Linked DNA regions of Salmo salar: region 2 is linked to region 1. Evidence: chromatin contacts called from public Hi-C data. All regions are on one chromosome and are shown on one strand. The core of a region is the stretch at or near the end of the contact, and the rest is flanking DNA. Distances in the headings are between cores, read along the strand shown.

Region 1 (4,782 bases), core at 338-2,837:
AATACTTTTACTTTTGATACTTAAGTATATTTTAGCGATTACATTTACTTTTGATACTTAAGTACATTTAAAACCAGAAACGTTTAGACTTTTACCAAAGTAGTATTTTACTGGGTGACTTTCACTTTTACTTGAGTCATTATCTTTACTTTTACTCAAGTATCTTACTGATTCTCATGTAGGCATGTGCTTTGTAGTACATTTGCAAAATTGTGAGAGGGACATAGTAAAGTAAAGCGACTGACCATGGCTCCTCTGTAGTATGCCGTTGTGATTGTTCGAAACCGCTCCTGGCCAGCTGTGTCCCTGGGAGAGAACAACACAATGAGATCCTTTACTTCCCATCCCTGATTTTAACCCACTTGTAGAATTATAGGCCAATTGTGATCATTCCCAAGGTGCACTTTTTCAAGACATAATTTCAGAGACATTCTGTGAAGTCAAAGGGCTGTCTTACCATATCTGTAGCTTGATCTTCTTACCATCTAGTTCTACAGTTCTAATTTTAAAGTCAATACCTGAAAGAGGAAAAGCAAAAGTGAGACAATTCTTGCACTTCCACCCACTTAAATTTTATTTCACTATTGTCTAACCACTGCGCTCCAAACGACAAAGGATCATTGAAACACAACCATTTGAGTTTGATGTATTTTGTAGGCCTACAGCACTGTTTATGCACAAGTGGCAAAACCAGACTGCATTCAACATTTGCTTGAAGGATAGCTAGTAATTATTTGGATTATATCATGTCCAGAGAGTTCTGGCTAGGGAGGCCCATCTTTTTAGATGATGCTGCAGGCCACACACAGGAAGTGCACAACTTCAATTTGAGAGATGGCTTGTCTAATGTAAATGGCTGCATAACTTCAGGGAAGACCTCCCCAACATGTAGCTACTAAAACTTACCTTTCTGTAATGTTACAGTGACTGGTTTGAACTAGCAAACTCTTTCATGTATTGCTTGTTGGGAAGTGAACTTCACTGTTATCTAACGTTAGCTAGCTAAGCTATCTAATGAGTCAGAGTAAGCTTGTTCTTGCTCACTTGACAGCTAACGTTCGTTAACTAAGGAGTCCGGTGACGTCGCCTGCTAAAATCTCATGAAAATATAAATTTGAGGTATGCTGGGGATGCTGAAGTGTTGGTTTTATTGCCAAGCGAGCAGTGTGAAAAGCCGGTTAAGTTAACTAGCAAGCTAGTCCTGAATGCTAACCAAATAAGATAGCTAGCTAACTAGCGTTAGCATGACAGGATGGGCGCACACTAGCATTGCTGCTAACTAGCTACCCGTCCTCCGGCAGAACTTTTCTAACCAGAAAACGTACGAAATTTACATACCTATTGTGGAGATAAATGTTGAGTTGAAGGCATCTTCTGAAAACCTGAACAACACACACGTCTTTCCGACGCCAGAATCGCCGATTAACAGTAGTTTAAACAAGTAATCGTAAGTCTTCGCCATATTATTAGCAATTGCGGAAATCCCGCCTGGCAGTTGTGCAAAGAGATACGTTACTGCTTTGCTCGATTTACTGGACCAGTGATTGGACAAACAACATTTCACTCTTGACTGCTCTGGATCCGTGAATTACCGGCTGTCAATCAAAATGGTAGCGTCAGCTGATTGTGCTCTTGAAGTCAATGTCCCACCCATTAAAATGTGGTCCCACCCATTAAAATGTGATCCCACCATTATCTTCTCATTTTAACAACAACGATATCAGTCTGCAAGGAGTGCTGTAATATTCTAATCAAAGTTGAAAGTACAGTGCCAGTGAGTGAAATAACAATAACCAAGAGAAGCAATGGCGGTAAGTGGTTTTTCTTTGCTCATGCGAGAAGTATAGCCACACGTATTGTGTTGACATCTTTGGAATAGCCAGTCAAATACTGTACAACGTGTACATGTTTATTGGAGGTCTTGTTTTTACCATGAACATTTAAGTCAGTAGCTAATAGTGCTAAGTTATTAGTACTTTTTGAGGTTGCTTCGGTTTCAGTTCGATTATTTAAAAAAATAATCATGGTTTTCGATTTTGATCTTTTTTTTATACATGAAATGCATTATGAAATAATAGCATTACAATGATTTTAGAGCTTTTTAATGGAAATTCCAAAGTCAAAAGTAGTAAACATTAATTTGTCAAAATATTGAAAATATTGCTTTGTCTCTCAGTTCCACATGGGGTAGATATCAATATAAAATAAGAAATTACTATGAAATAATACAATATTTCCGGTGTGTATATTACTTTTTATTTGATGAGCTTATTCGTTTTAATATCCTAATAATATTTTCTCTGCTTAGGCAGTAACAGTCAGACGGTGGCATCCTGGTTTCAAAGAATTTCGTATTAATCTGTTATGAATTCTAGCTAGGTGGCTAACGTTAGCTAGGCTTGGTGTTAGGCTTAAGGTTAAGTTTATAAGTTAGGTTAAAGGGTTAGGGGAAGGGATAGCAGACATGCTAAGTAGTTATAAAGTAGATAAAAAAAGTAGTAAGTAGTTGTAAATTAGCGAAAATGCTAAAGTTGTCCGTGATGAGATTTGAACTCGCAACCTTTGGGTTGCTAGACCTTCGCATTATACGCCCACCCACTAAAACCGGGCTAAATGGAATTAAAGTAATTGACCGACGTTGCTAATAACCAGAAAAAAACTGTCGGTTAATCGCTCAGCACTAGCTAATGATTCAGTCAAGTTCAGCAATAAATTATGAAGACTATGGTTTGGTTTAAAACATGACCATTTAGCAAATATAAAATAGTGGTGCCTGTTCTGGGAATGGAATACATGTCTGGGCATGCCTCAGAAATAGTTCTGCTGCAGTTCTTGTATCAGACATGAGAGGGTGCCCTTGACTTATTTCCCCTTTCATATGGTTTTATCTTTTTTAATGGTTCTAATGGTGTGAGCTGTGAAAACAAATATGTTTTATACATTAATCCATATTGCAGCTCACTAAGGACCTAATGCACCCTACTTTGGAGGCTGAGAGGCAAAGACACAAGAAGAAGAGGCTGGTTCAGAGTCCCAACTCCTACTTCATGGATGTAAAATGCCCTGGTGAGTATTAAGGATGTAGCTTACATCAACTGCCCAAGTTGCAACTTTTTGCATTGATAAACTATTTACATGTAGTGGTCACACTATTATTAAATTAGCTTTCCCATTTCCCGATCTATAAGAATTATAATCATTTACAACAAAAAAATATAAAGCATGAAAATAAATAAAGCATTTACAAAGGCTTATTAAAGAAAAAAAACAAGGTTACAGAAAACATTTATTTCAATTTTATTCCAGGCTGCTACAGGATCACCACAGTGTTCAGTCATGCCCAGAGAGTGGTGCCCTGTGGCGGCTGCTCCTTCGTCCTGTGCCAGCCCAGAGGGGGGAAATGCCGCCTCACGGAGGGTAAGAAGACTGTTGTACAATCACATTGCTCAAGAACTTATACAGTAGCATAGGCCCATATCAGTGTAGAGCTCTATCGAATATCTACTGATTTTTGACTTTACCAGTCTCCTTCTCACCCCTATACAGGCTGCTCCTTCAGAAGAAAGCAACGCTGAGTGAGATTTCAGTAGTGAGCTATCAACTGTGATAGTTGTAAATTGTGGACCATGGATGTTTCGTAAAATATTAAATTATATTGAATGGGGATTATTCAGTTGAGCTGATTGACAGTGTTTTGTCCTTATGATAAAGATTACAATATTGTTCAGCTACAATATGCCTTTTCGTAATGAATAGGTATAATATACTGTATGCTGAAGTGGTTTGTCTCTGTGTTTGACATTTCTATTTTTCTTACTAAATAATAAATTAAATAATCTCTTGAGCCAGGTTGTTGTGTAAAAATTTATTAGACTGAAAGCGGGAAAAGTGAATGAAACATTTCAACACAGACTCAGTCAAGTAAGGATGAGAAGCCTTGATTGATTACCTTCACAGACAGCAATAAAACCTTTTGACGGTTCACCTTCTCTGGTTTGTGTATTATTTGGTTTCAAGAGTGCCCCTAACTGAAACTTTTGTAAAACTGGAGCAATACATCAATAACTAACATTATTCTACTATATACAATAAGTATCCATGTTTTATAACCTTGATTGAGGCCCCAGTGGTGCTTTTTTTCAGTTTCACTTTTACTAAATATGCTACCACCACAATATAATACCAGGATTATGATTTTACACCTAGGCTAAGCAGTCAAATGCAGAGCTGGGATAGTGGCAGGCGTGTCAGGCCATAGTGGAAAGGAGGTGCTATGAAGCTGCATGTCAGCATATGGCGGCACTTTAAGACCATACAGATAATAGGTTAGGTCAGAAGAGGGGTTGTAGTTCCTTGAAAGATTTGTATATGATGCTCTTTTCACATTAAAAACAATTCTGTTTTTTCCCCCCCCCGCTTTGGCAATCCCTCCACCTGAATGATAGTCACAGTATTTTAGCACCACCAGTAGCACCACAGACATGTTCACCATCCTTTCCATGAGTCTTCCTCTAGTCTCAATGACCATGATAACACACACACATATACACCAAAGGTAGAATATTGGCTCATTATTAAAAGGCACAGTCCAACCTGTGGATATGTTCACATACATTGTGCATGCACTAAATTACCATGTCAGTTGGTAAAAGCTGATTCCTGTCAACTGTTTGAAAAATAACTAGGTGGAGCTCATGAATCATACATAAATGAAGGCCATACATATAACATAACCTATTTCAAAACATGCTTTTGAGTGCACATTTCAAATATGAGTTGTCG
Region 2 (4,967 bases), core at 1,351-3,850, 200 kb after region 1:
TCATGAGTGTCCATAATGTGGTAAGTGACATCGAATTCAGAATTCCATTAGTCTCATGTCCAGTGAGAATATTAGTCCTAAAAAGGCTTTTGAATGGTTGGTTTCAAATGGGCCTCAGTCTTCTTTTCTTCTGGCTCTTTCTGTGGCAACCTAAAAACACTGCATATCACTTGCAACATCTCACTAACTACATCTTTAATTACTGGCTCTGTGCTTCAGATTGTTAACCAGTTCTGTGTTAATAATAGGAGGGTGCCCAAAATGGACAGATTAATGTGAGTATTTAACAATTTTAGTTAACAAGCATCAACACACAGTCAGCAATTATCTTTGGATTTCCAGTCTCTGACCAACCACAGCAATAATTTGTATCTGAAGGACTTGCATTCCAAGGTTTACACTGCAAAAAGAAAGTGTGCATTCATATGAACTTCCAACCACTTCTCAAAAGGTACCTATTTCTTCCTTTGAGTCTTCGGGATCCAGATCCTTCTCTTGAACCTAAAGAAATAAAGGGAAAATGTATCTAGTGTAACATTGGTCAGTTCCAACCACAAATGGCTTTTTACAGTCACTCAAAGTGTGTTTTCCTTCCAACTACAAACAAATGACCAACTCTACCTCTTTAGCTGAACTGCAATTGAGATCTTCATTGTCTTCCATGTCTGCTACTTCTGGCTGTACATCCTAGTTTTAGAAAGAGGGGAAAAAAAGAATCACACACCAGCATGGTGCAACATTTCAAACAAGATAATATTGGAAACATCATTAGACATGAGTGTTCCACACAACTCTAGCGCATGGGTCTCACCTCTTCAGGTTTGGCTTTGCCCATTGGCTCAGTTAAGCCAGAGATGCCGATGTCGTGTTCATCTTCGTTCAGGACTTCATCCGTGTCATACTCCTCCTCTCCTAGCATACCGTTGTCATTCTCAGCTTCATCAAGCACATTCATATCCAGGATGTCCATGTCCTGCATGTTTTCCATGTCATCCTTGAAGGGAAGTGAATTCATCAATAGATTGTTATCCAGGGAGACTAACAGTAGAGCAAAGCGATTACATTAGATTAAACCAGGTGATTCAATGGTTGATACACACCTGGCCATCACCCGAATCTTCCTCCATGGTGCAGTCCTCTGGTTCATCGTTCTCCTGTCTTTTCCCTGCAGAAGAGCAATGTCTCATTTTAAGGCTCTCTGTAATATATTTTATCTTTACTTCAAGATATTATTGCCGACTTAAGATCTTGCTCCCACTCATTTAACATACCTTTGGAGATCCGTTTAGTCAGTGCCTTCTTAGGAGTTCCATCGAGAACAACCTCCATCTCATCTGGATTTCCACCCTCTTCTTCAATCGCCTGTGGAGAAATTGATGATGACATGATGAATGAATGATGTTATCTAGCCAACTATGTTAGATATGGTTTCAGGAGTTAAGCCAATTTGGCTATCAAACACACGGCTATGTGTGTCAGTTATAGGCTACAAGGGTGCTGGCTGGTGGAATTATTGTTAATTAACGTTAGCTAGCTATGTATACATCTTTATTTTACCTTTATTCAACTAGGCAAGTCAGTTAAGAAAAAATGACGGCCCACACCGGGCCAATCGTGCGCAGCACTATGGGCCTCCCAATCACGGTCGGTTAAGATACAGCCTGGATTCGAACCAGCGAGGCTGTAGTGACACCTCTAGCACTGAGATGCAGTGTCTTAGACCGCTGCGCCACTCGGGAGCCCATCTGACCCGGGAAGCTAGCTGGCCTATGCCGTGTTTCGTAAACCTCTATTTTTATTTTACTAGGCAGGTCAGTTAATTACAAATTATTATTTACAATGACGGCTTACTTATAATGCCCCCTAGGCCAAACAATCCCATTACCCGGACGACACTGGGGCAATTGTGCGCCGCCCTAAACTCTCCGTAAGTACCCCCCTCCATTCAACGTATTTTATGTATTCCAAAACTAGAACATATGATTCAAATGGTGAACTAACCACCAAGACTTTTGGTAGTTGAATCGGGTGTGCTATTTCTAGAATACGAAGTAGGGGTACTCGAGGAAAGGGAACCATGTGGCTAACGCCTCGCAAGGCCATGGTTAGCTAACGTTCAATTCATTTGGAGTGACTATCAAATGTAGCTAATGCTAGTGGTTATAGCTAACGATTGATAATTATATTAACTAATGAAATTATACTGGTTCCACTTAATTGTGGAATTATCACGAAAGGTCATCTCAGTTGGCAAAATACCAAGCACATTAGCACAGCTATCCATCTAACGTTACTAGTTAGCATGTCTACCTTTTTCAGCCTCTCAGTCAGCGTACTCTTGATCCCAATGGTGTCCAGATTTCGTCTTTTTAATTCGGCTTTTAAGTCAATGACTCTCAATTCCGACAATTTGCGAATCGCTCCCTCCGGAATCTCAACAGCCCCAGCTTCTCCTGCCGAAGAGTTTTCAGCCATTATTACACTCAGAAAACGCAACAAAAAAGTGTTTGCAATCACGGAATAGCTGCTCTCTTGCGCGAAAACAGGCGGTCTACTGTTACAAAATGGCGTACTTTGAAAAGGACATTCCACTGCGCATGCGTTTTTTGATAACTGTTTGTACCCGAGGGCAGTAGGTGGCAGTGTTCTTCTTTTTCTTATTCTTCGATGAGGTTTAACGGCGGTTGGCATCCAATAAATGCTGCATTACCGCCACCTACTAGACTGGAATACAACTCCCTTACACTTTCCTTGATAAATAAATAAACAAATACCTGACCATCTAACACTACACTCACAAAAAATAACACCACCCTACCCCACTATTTAAATCTATTTAACCCTACCTCATGCCAAGAACCTGAAAGGATGGGACACCACCACTTAACACACCCTTAACACATCAAAATACCTCTCTGCAGCTGCCACCACAACCTTTTCTGCCACTTACGTTCCATCCCTGCAATACAGTTGATAACCATCGCTATAAATGCAAAAAATCCAATCCAATCTTACTGAAACATATATAACTTGTTGGCCTATCCCTCTTTACTGGTACATATCTGCTACTCACACCACTCCTCTCAGGATCTTGTCCGCCTTGACCCATATCCCTCTACTTTCTTCACTGCCTCAGCATATGACAACTTCTGCACTACTCTAACCCTGGAAACCTCGACCTGCCTCTCTCGCACGGGACATTTCTGATCCCCAGCCCCATGGGCACCCCTACAATTAACACATACCACTACTTTCCCCATTGATACACATTCCTTTGTCTCATGGCCTTCTGCACACTTCTCACACTTAGGAACCTCCATCCTACACCCTGCTGCCACAAGCCTATAAGCTTGACACCTGCAACAACGTAATATATTTGGCACAAAAGCTTTTACAGGATAACTTATATATCCTAACATCACTTTGTCGGGCAAAGACTCAACATCAAAACTCAAAAGAACAGACAATGACTCTTCACTTTCACCACTCACACCACCCTGTCTGCGTCGCACCAAACAACGAGCATCACAAACACCGGGAATCTTCCCCTTCAGTTGGTCAACTTTTACATTTACTGCTACCCCAGTTATCACTCCATTCAATGGCGCGCTTTTCTTGAGAGCAAAACAATTCGCTTTTCCTCGCCTCCATTCGATTAATGCAGAGCACCTTCTCCCTCTCACCAGCAGAAACACAAACAGTTATCACAAGACCACTTCTGGTTACCCTCACCGATTCCACAGCACCCAACTCTGTTTTCACCCACCCTGAAAGCACAAATCGATCAGCCAAAAGGCAAGGGTCCACTTTTTCCAAAAACTTCACTTCTACTATCACAGACTCATCTTTATCCTGACCCGTGGCGCAAGCCTCGGGCTCCGAGAACTTTACCACACCTACCACCTCCGATACTTTGACCTCATTCACTTCCATTTCTCCTCCTGTCTTCAGCTCACTCTGCTTACACTTTCTACCATTGTTCTTTAACAAACCATCTCCATTTTTAACTGACTCAAGCTCACCCTCTTCCTCCCTCTCTCTCTTAGACCTCCTCTGCCTCTTTTTCCCACCATTCCTCCTCCGTATTCCAAGTATACGTTTCCTTATGATAATACTGCACTCCACCTGACATACATCTTGTTCTTGCCTTCTCAAGGGACGCCATTTAAACAGCTGTCACATTCTCCATAATATCAGCATGAACCCCTCAGGCTGTAGCGCTCAACAGTGCATCCCACTTATAAAGCAGCTGCTTCGTCTTGATGTTCTTCTTTATCAAAAGCTATCGCAACACTTTTCCATTTCAAACAAGCACGCTCTTCCAAACACCATCCCGGGCAGTGTCCTTGTTATGTAATTATTTGTTTATATAGTATTAAAGGGAAATTTGAAATTGTGAATGTTCAAAAACACGTTTTAATAAGTTATTTAGGTTTTAAAAAATGACTAATATTTCATACCGCCATGTGAAAGAAATGTAATAATACCATGCCCAAAATGTAATGGTTCTCCTTTGAACTATAGAAAAGGCACTATGTTTTCATACAATTTTCACAAACACCCATTACATTATTTTTTTTACCTCTGTATCCTTTAACATATAAACAATGCAGGTTATGGGATCAATTTGTTGTAATGCAAGCTCAAATGAAAATCAAATCCAATTTTATTGGTCACAGACACATATTTAGCAGATGTTATTGCGGGTGTACTGTAGTCAAATCAAATCAAATCAAATGTATTTATATAGCCCTTCTTACATCAGCTGATATCTCAAAGTGCTGTACAGAAACCCAGCCTAAAACCCCAAACAGCAAGCAATGCAGGTGTAGAAGCACGTGAAATGCTTGTGTTCCTAGTCCCAATAGTGCAGTAGTATTTAACAATACACAAATCTAAAAGTAAAATAATGGAATTAAGAAATATATATTAGGATGAGAAATGTCGGAGTGGCATTGACTAAAATA

The links. Hi-C and Micro-C count contacts between places; a contact is called where the count stands out from the background.
Region 2: a contact with region 1 is called in a Hi-C map of muscle, with 2.6 times the contacts expected there. The contact joins the promoter of LOC106573542 here to the promoter of LOC106573548 in region 1. A contact is called at or near these places in 2 of 3 Hi-C or Micro-C datasets (blood and muscle).

Annotation. Positions count from the first base shown.
Region 1 is chrssa16:40,345,746-40,350,527 of Ssal_v3.1, forward strand. It overlaps LOC106573548 (ras-related protein Rab-8A), which reads right to left and starts at 1,588. Exons shown (of 8, transcript XM_014148684.2): 1 at 1,339-1,588; 2 at 458-518; 3 at 246-306. The coding sequence starts at 1,462. It overlaps LOC106573549 (40S ribosomal protein S27-like), which reads left to right and starts at 1,616. Exons shown (of 4, transcript XM_014148686.2): 1 at 1,616-1,811; 2 at 2,958-3,066; 3 at 3,307-3,417; 4 at 3,547-3,844. The coding sequence starts at 1,806. The coding sequence ends at 3,575. LOC106573547 (tropomyosin alpha-4 chain) reads right to left here. Exons shown (of 9, transcript XM_014148680.2): 9 at 3,851-4,782.
Region 2 is chrssa16:40,541,998-40,546,964 of Ssal_v3.1, forward strand. It overlaps LOC106573542 (scaffold attachment factor B2), which reads right to left and starts at 2,601. Exons shown (of 18, transcript XM_014148672.2): 1 at 2,311-2,601; 2 at 1,272-1,362; 3 at 1,101-1,165; 4 at 812-994; 5 at 622-687; 6 at 456-501. The coding sequence starts at 2,475.